Regions from separate parts of the Zea mays genome. Here regions 1 and 3 are each linked to region 2. Evidence: chromatin contacts called from public Hi-C data. All regions are on one chromosome and are shown on one strand. Each heading gives the region's core, a stretch centred on a gene start, on an enhancer-like site or on the middle of the called end of the contact. The rest is flanking DNA. Distances are from core to core; before and after follow the strand shown. Region 1 holds the start of LOC100283619. Region 2 holds the start of LOC100285687. Region 3 holds the start of LOC100277445.

Region 1 (2,700 bases), core at 130-2,629, 650 kb before region 2:
GAAGTAGCTGCATTTACATGTGTCCGTCCGGTCGATCTAAGGTAGTGTTTGGTTACTAGGGACTAATTTTTAGTCCCTCCATTTTATTCCACTTTAGTCTATAAATTGCAAAATATGGAAACTATAACTCTATTTTAGTTTCCATATTTAACAATTTAGTGACTAAAGTGGAATAAATTGGATAAACTAAAAATTAGTCTCTAAAGCCAAACACCCCCTAACACTCAACAGCTACCGATGCATGAACTCGCTGATCACTGCCAACCGCTCAAGGACAGGACTGGCGCGGTGGCATTGATCAGTTCAGTACTCCCACAGCAGCGGCTCCTCGATGATCCGGAACGCGCCGCCGCCGGCCACGTCGTCGTCGACGGCCCACGACGACGGCCCGCAGCATCTCAGGTCCAGAAGCAGGTCCGGGAGGTCGAACAGCGCGTCGTCCGGGTTGGGCTCGGCGTCCTGCGGCGCCGCCGGCGAGGCGGCGCTGGCGTCGTCGGAGGCGGAGGCGGAGGCGGAGCCGGAGCTGCTGCTCTCGGGGCTCTTGGCATTGGCGCCGCCGGGGGACGGCGGCAGAGGGAAGTCGGCGGCCGCGGCGAGCGCGGCCGCGGCCTGCACGTCCTTGGGCGCCGCGGTGGCCGGGCGCGGGAGCAGGTGCGCGAGGCCCGGGAAGTTGAGGTGCGCGTCGCGCGCGCCCTTGATGGCGAGCGCGGCCACGTCGTGCGCGCGCGCCGCCATCTCCGCGGTGGCGAAGGTGCCCAGCCAGATGCGAGACTTCTTGCGGGGCTCCCTGATCTCCGACACCCACTTGCCCCAGCTCCGCATGCGCACGCCGCGGTACGTCGGGTGCCGGCTGCCGTCCTTGCGCGCCCGCTTCTTCGGGTTCGGGGCCACGGAGGACGACGAGGAAGAGGAGGAGGATGACTGCGAGGGGGAGGGAGGGGAGGGAGGCTCCTGAGCGTCGTCCATGTCCTTGGCGGCTTCCTGCCTGCGGAGCGGTGGTGGTCGAGCTGCTGGGCCGGAGCGACAGCGGAGTGGAGACTAGAGACCTGGACTGGAGATGGGAGCATTGCGGGGTCTGGTTTTTATGGTGTGCCGCGGAGGACAGAGCGACGTGGCACAACTGCACAAGCAATGGAAACATAGGACAATGCCACCCAGTACGGACTACTTTGGAAAACCTCAAATCGCTTTTAGGATTAGAGAGAACTGAGGTGAAAATAAATTAATTTTCGCTTCAGTCCCCTTTAATTCCAAAGAATATTTGAGTTTTCAAACTAGCTTCAGATGACAATGGTGACTCGATCCTGGGTCCCACGAGGAATTCCTAAGAGAATGTAGATTGGAAAGATTCTTCCTCTATATGATGTAAATGGAAAAAACTCTTATTCAACAGGTACATGAGAACAGGAACGTGAAATCATTCTTCATCCTTGTTCTCTACGGATCCCGTTAAACATGTATGCGGCGATGTTTTCGTATACAAGTGTTGGGCACCAAAATGAGCGGATGGTCCGGCCCTTGGGCCCGGACGGTCCGCGTGTCCCGAGATTAGATCAACTCGGATATTTATCCTTATCTCGTGCGTGGTTATCCATCTAATCACGTGGGAGTTTGTTGCTATCTCTTAGGAAAAGGTCCAGACCTCCTCCCCTATAAATATAAAGGGGTACGGCCGATTGAGAACCCCCGAACACATTCCAATCGAACCAATTACCTTATTTACTTTTCCTGCCCTAGGAGTAGATGTAGCATAGTTCTAGTTGTAGTCTTCCGCATATCCACCTCCACCCCTATTCGACTCTACGTCGTCTAGATCCGTCTTGGGTGGCCTGCCGATCCCAAGACGACCCTAGGATCTCACCCCTCCCGAGGGGCAAGATCTAGTTGTCCATCCAAGACCTCTTCCTCGATTTGATCTCTTAATTCCTAGGCGACTCCACGTCATCTGGGGACGCCCCGGGTGACCTGTCGACCCGGAGCACCTTAAGATCTTTTCCCCCCAGGGGACGAGATCTAGATTCCAGCAAGGAGGAGGAAGACGACCCTGTCGCTAGGTCGCGGACCGTCTGGCCCTGTGCCGCGGACCGTCCGCGCCTGACCAGAGAGCACCGCCGCCGGTTCTTGTTGAGTGTTTGGCGCCCCAAAAAGGTGCCAACATACTTTTGGCGACTCCGCTGGGGAAGAAGTTGCAGATCTACAAAATCAGGCTTACATGGCCGATTCTAAAGATCTCAACAGTGCTTCTCCAAACAGCAACACAAGGCTGACTAATTTATCGGCCGCTGAGCATAAAAAATTAGAAGATGACATGAAGAAAATAGACGAGGAGGCCCACCGACAAAAGGATCAGGTGCTCAAGGTGGCGGACAAGTGGTACCTCTCGCACTTCAAGGTAGACTGCCACCAAAAGACCGTCCAAGAGAGGGAGATAAACGCCGAGTATATGTTAGTCGTGCTGCAACAGCTCCCCACAATAGGTGATGCCAGGTCAGCCGATGATATTCCATCTATTAAAATTTCTTTTGATAATCGGATTAAAAGTATCACGGAGGATATAGAGAGGATGACACATGCATTAGGAAAAACTCACATGCCTAATTTTTTATCACATAAATTAGGCGATGAAACAATTGCGCCAAACACATCGGCGGCAAATGGGTTTCCCCAGCCATATTCTGGTATGCCGATGGACTCATATCT
Region 2 (2,700 bases), core at 2-2,501:
TGGCAAAGCACGTCAAGGTCATGCGGTCTCTTCCGACCCCGGTTCCTGCAATTGCACTTGCACCCATTATCGGCCGAAACAAAAACTGCCAACGTTTCTAAGATATATACCCCCAGTGATATACACATACACACTAGCGCATCAGGACGTGCATGTGCGGTGGTGGATGAGTGGATCAGATCGTCCGCCTTTGGACGATGACGCTATACGACGTCGACAGTACAGGAGTACGTATATGCCTAGAACAAACGTACTAGAGGCCCAGCAGCGGGTGGAAGAAGACACGCTGCAGCCAGCGTAGCTTTGTTCAGATCTTCGTAAAGTCCATGGGATAAGTAGCTGATCACGCTTTCAAGCTCCGCTGCTGTCGTCTTTAATTTCTTTCTCCTCATGGTCTGGGCCCCCACAAAAGCTAGCTGTGGCTGTCTCTATCCTCCCGTGCCCAGCCCCCGGCCCGGGTCCGTGCAGCCACGAGACGGTCTAGAAGCAATGCACCACATGACTTCCACGCCATTTCTTCCTGCGACGGCAAACCTCAGGGCCACCGCATTGATGAATACAGATCCCACAGCTCTTGTCGCGGCTCCGGCTGTCGATTCCGCCCGCCCGCCCGCTCTTCTAGCTGTCAGGGATGATTTCCAACGGAACAAAATGCCTCCCTCGTCTAAAAAAACACACGAGGGAAATGCAGGTCAGGATCGAAGAATTTTTTTCAGTGATAATAATCATCGCCGCCAGAGGCCATGGAAAAACGTAGAGTATTCCTTCTGCCTTCTTCGCCGTCACGGGATCGCCGTGTGAACTGACCAGATCGAGAAGCCGAGGCGGACCAGGGCAGGTCTGGTCAGGCGATGGACCATCTAGAAAAGCACCGAGCGGTGGCAGGGCACGGGCCAACAGCGCCGCGGCACGCACGCACGAGGCACGATCCCGAGTGCCACCACGCCACGACGGGCTCCACCTCCCGCTGACGCCGACCTCATCGCTGACGCCACCACACTCTGCTAATCCCATTCCCATCCATCCACCTTAACCAACGGTCAGGGGCGGAAAGCGAGCGGCCCTCCCCCGCAAACTACTCGACTAAGATCACAATCAGGGCTATGCATTAGCGTCGCCTAACTGGGCCGCGACCCCTGCTTATTTTAATGAACAAGCCCATTCCGTCACGTGGCTGGCTCCAGGTTGGGAAAGTTCAACGAACCCGCCTCCGCCTATATAAAAGCCGCGCCCCGGCCCAGCCCTCGCCTCGCCGTTCAACTCGATCACTTCTTTCCCTTCCACACAACACACAGCTCACTCAACTCCCCTCCCGCTTCGTCAGCTCATCATCATAAACCAAACAGAGAGCTCTCTCTCGGTCGTTCCATTCCAGGATGCTGCTTAACCCGGCGTCCATGCTGGACACCATCCGGCAGCACCTCCTGGAGGAGCCACCAGCGGCGGCCGACGAGAGCTTCGGGATCCTGGTGGCGGACCAGTGGAGCGACTCGCTCCCGTTCCGCACCGACGACGCCGACGACATGGTGGTGTTCGGGGCGCTGCAGGACGCCTTCGCCTACGGCTGGCTGCCCGACGGCTCCTTCGCGCACGTGAAGCCCGAGCCGGTGCGGTCCCCCGACTCCTACTACTCCTCCTCCTACGACGGCTCCTGCTTCGGCGGCCTCCCGTACCCGGAGCAGCCACTGACGCCCGGCAGCGAGGGCGAGGCGGCCGCCACGCCCAGCCCCAGGAGGGAGGAGGCCGCGGCGGCCGTGGCCAGGGGCAAGCACTACAGGGGCGTCAGGCAGCGCCCGTGGGGCAAGTTCGCGGCGGAGATCAGGGACCCGGCCAAGAACGGCGCGCGCGTCTGGCTCGGCACCTACGACACCGCCGAGGACGCCGCGCTCGCCTACGACCGCGCCGCCTACCGCATGCGCGGCTCGCGCGCGCTCCTCAACTTCCCGCTCCGCATCGGCTCCGAGATCGCCGCCGCGGCCGCCGGGGACAAGCGGCCGTTGGCGTTGCCCGAGCCCGCCACCTCCTCGGACTCGTCCTCGTCCTCCACCGGCGGCTCGCCCAAGAGGCGGAAGCGAGGCGAGGCCGCCGCCGCCAACATGGCCATGGCGCTGGTGCCCCCGCCTTCCCAGCTTAGCCGGCCGGCCCAGCCATGGTTCCCTGCCGCGCCGGTCGAGCAGGCGGCGATGCCGCCGCGCGTGGAGCAGCTCGTCATCTAGCTAGCCCCGCGCGTTAAACCGGGCTCGCGGCGAGACAATGAGGCGTGCAAGTGCAACGACGGGTGCGCCGGTGGAAAGCTGAGGAAAACAGGACGATGCCCTGCGCTGCACTTGCGCGAATGCGACGGCGCGCGGAATGCGATAAGCTCGGGAGCAATTGGGGGTCCGGATGCCGCTGTTGCTCCGTGCAACTCGCGCAAGTGGAAAGAAGCTGTCTGTGTGTAGATTCATCCAAGTGTCTTGTCTGCAAACGGATTTTCGGTATATGCGTCCTTGTCACCTGTCAGGGTGGTGTGGTGTGAGGGCTTGGGCTTGTGCTGCTGATAAGTTTGGAGATCTGTACAAAGAAAAAACGTAGGGAGAAGATGAGATCAAGAACAGTCGTTGAAAAACAGAAAAGAACCACAAATGGGAGCGCCGTGGTCTGATAAATATCCTGCAGGCTAAACCAGGCGCGCAAGTCAACAGAACAACGACCTGAACT
Region 3 (2,700 bases), core at 40-2,539, 600 kb after region 2:
CCCGCATGCTAGCTCGCTCGACAACCCGTATGCTGCTGCCTGCAACACGCTACACGCAGGAACGCAGCTAGATGCCTAGCTAGCTCGGCCGCTCCACTTGCATGCTGCTCACCTGCATGCTGCTGCCTGCGCATCGCCGCCGACCAACTGTCCATCAGCATGTCGCCCAGTGCCTGCCCGTGCATCGCCGCCAACCGACTGGAGCAGGAGCACAACTATACCTGTACAGGACTGCACTGCAGGGGGCAACGGGACTATAGTGAAGCACACAGAAGAACGACATGAACAATGAAGAAGCCAGGAGCCTAGGAGTACAGACTGCCTCGGTAAGATGTCGGGTATCTCGGTTTAACCCGAACCCGAACCCGAAATTTCGGGTACCCGAAATTTCGGGTATCAAGTAATATCGGGTTGAGTTCGGGTTCAACTGCTGAATACCCGAATTTTTAAAAACCCGAACTACCCGACCCGAATTTTCGGGTATACCCGAACGCCCAGCCCTGCAAGTTAGGGAGGAACAAACTGGCCTTTATTCTCGGTCGTTGTGGCAACTACGTTAGTCTTAAGTTCCATCTTCCATCGGCCACGCCGTGCCCGGTGCCCGTGCAGCTCTGTGCGACTGTGCCGCGTGTGGCCTTGGTTCTACACTGCCTCATGGTCATGGAAATGTCGATATGGCCATGTCGTGCTGTGTCCTCGACTCCTTGGACGCGATGGTGGTGCGCGATTGCCCCGTCGCACACTTCAGAATTTCAGATGACGGATCGTCGGCTCCCCAATCATTCTCTGTCGTTGACATGGCCAGGCAGCTCTCGCTGCCACCGCATTGATGCGTTGGACGCTGCCGGCTACCGGGTCCCGGCTGCAGGACAACGGGACGCGGCACGTCACATCACATCGCCCTTGTGCTACGGCCACGCCGCGTCGGCGTCGGCGCCCCCGTCGATTGATCACACACGGACACGGCCCCACGCACACGGAAGCCGCGCCCGCGCGAGTCGCCTTGCCGCTGCCGCACGCTAGGTGGGCAGGTCGCACGCCTATCTGGTGGGCGTGACGCGCCGCATGCCGCCGTGCGCGGCCAGTCGAACGACGTGACGACCAGGCGACCAGCGTTCACCGTCTCCAGAAGCCAAATTCCATTTCGGCCCCCGAAACAAAAACATTATTACCAAGAAGCGGACACAGGCGAACCATTGGAGTCCACGGCGGCGCGCGCCGCCCGTGACCACCCGACGCATCGCAGCCGTCCAGCAGCCGAAATGGGGGACGGAAGGGAACGGAAGCCCACCGCGAAATTTTACGGGTCGCACGTCCCGCGCCGCGCGGCGTGTCGGTCAAGGTGCCCCCACGCGCCGCGGTTGGCGCCGCCGCCGCTGCCGCCCACCGCCGCCCGCGTGCGCCCACCGCCACCTGTTGCCGCCTAAGGGGAACGCCTCCGTTATAACCCAACGCTTCACCATCCATGCCGTCCTCCACCACCGCTTCACCATCCCCTCCAGGCCCACCACCACCATGGCCTCTCCTTCCCCTTCTTCCCCCGCCCGCGCCTCCGGCCGCCGCGTGCCGCCGCCGTGCTGGACGACCGACGAGACCCTCGCGCTCGCGCGGGCCTACACCGCGCGCCGCCTCGCCGTCGGCCGGGAGCACCTGACCTCCACCGACTGGGCCGCCGTAGCCGCGGCCGCCCCGTCCAAGACCGCCAGGCAGTGCCGCCACAAGATCGAGAAGCTCCGCCGACGCCTCCGGTCCAACCGCCGACGCCCATGCCCGCTCCTCGACGCCATGGATCTCCTCGACGGCCCTTCCCCGCCCTTCTTTTCCAAGTCCCAGTCCCGATCCACGTCCCTGTCCTCGTCGCCGCCGCCACCGGCGGCGGTTTCCACGCCGTCTCCCCCTTCCCCTCCCGCATCTCCGCCCAGGAAGAGGCGGCGGGACGATGCCTGGGACGAGGACGGTGTGAGCGACGTGGTGGGTGCTCTGAGGGCCATCGGGGAGGGTTTCCTGCGGGCGGAGGAGAGGAGGATGGAGGCCGCACGGGAGACGCAGAGGATGCGGATGGAGATGGCGCTCCGGCACCTCGATGCACAGAGGAGGCTCATGGACGCGCTTGTCGGCCGCATCATCGACGCCTTGGACTGAAGTGGTGGCACAAAGATGTTTCCTCTCAAGGTTTCTTGCCTGTCCTCGTTGCATGCTGCCTTGCGAGGAGTTTAGGAGTTTCTTAGTGCTGTTTATATGTAGTAGTTGTGATGGATCTGTGATGTAGTTGAACCGGACAAGCTTTAGTGTTTTTTCAGTCTTGCATTTGCTCAAAAGGAGAGTTTCTTATGGAAGTTGTCTTGCCTGTTGCACGTCTGTCGCCTACTTGTCTCCTTACTTTCATGTATCACGCTTTTAATTTGTTTGATTTTTATGTTCTGATGAAAGTGACATGTATACTACTGATAACCTAGGGATGTTAGAAGATTAGCATTGAGTTCTCATAACAATTATGTTTTTGGGCTCTGGACTTGTAATTCCTTGAAGAGAGAGAACACAATTGTCACTGCTACATTACAGACTTATACATCATAAAAAAATGTCTCTGCTACCTTGGCTCCTGCAGCACTTGGACAATAAGAACCGGAGATGTGTTATTTTAATGTCAGGGACTGTATTTTTTTAGTCCTTTGCTAGTGCCTCAACCTGTCAACTGTG

The links. A called contact is a pair of places that touch in the nucleus more often than the background predicts.
Region 1: a Hi-C map of ear shows a contact between it and region 2, with 2.4 times the contacts expected there. The contact joins the promoter of LOC100283619 here to the promoter of LOC100285687 in region 2. A contact is called at or near these places in 2 of 25 Hi-C or Micro-C datasets (ear and endosperm).
Region 3: a Hi-C map of bundle sheath shows a contact between it and region 2, with 4 times the contacts expected there. The contact joins the promoter of LOC100277445 here to the promoter of LOC100285687 in region 2. A contact is called at or near these places in 3 of 25 Hi-C or Micro-C datasets (bundle sheath, endosperm and tassel).

What each region holds. Positions count from the first base shown.
Region 1 is chr2:21,469,031-21,471,730 of Zm-B73-REFERENCE-NAM-5.0, forward strand. It overlaps LOC100283619, which reads right to left and starts at 1,380. Exons shown (of 1, transcript XM_020549268.3): 1 at 1-1,380. The coding sequence starts at 966. The coding sequence ends at 304.
Region 2 is chr2:22,115,541-22,118,240 of Zm-B73-REFERENCE-NAM-5.0, forward strand. LOC100285687 reads left to right here and starts at 1,252. Exons shown (of 1, transcript NM_001372319.1): 1 at 1,252-2,601. The coding sequence starts at 1,377. The coding sequence ends at 2,216.
Region 3 is chr2:22,719,679-22,722,378 of Zm-B73-REFERENCE-NAM-5.0, forward strand. It overlaps LOC100277445, which reads left to right and starts at 1,290. Exons shown (of 1, transcript NM_001151006.2): 1 at 1,290-2,331. The coding sequence starts at 1,516. The coding sequence ends at 2,142. It also overlaps a transcript of LOC541976 not described here.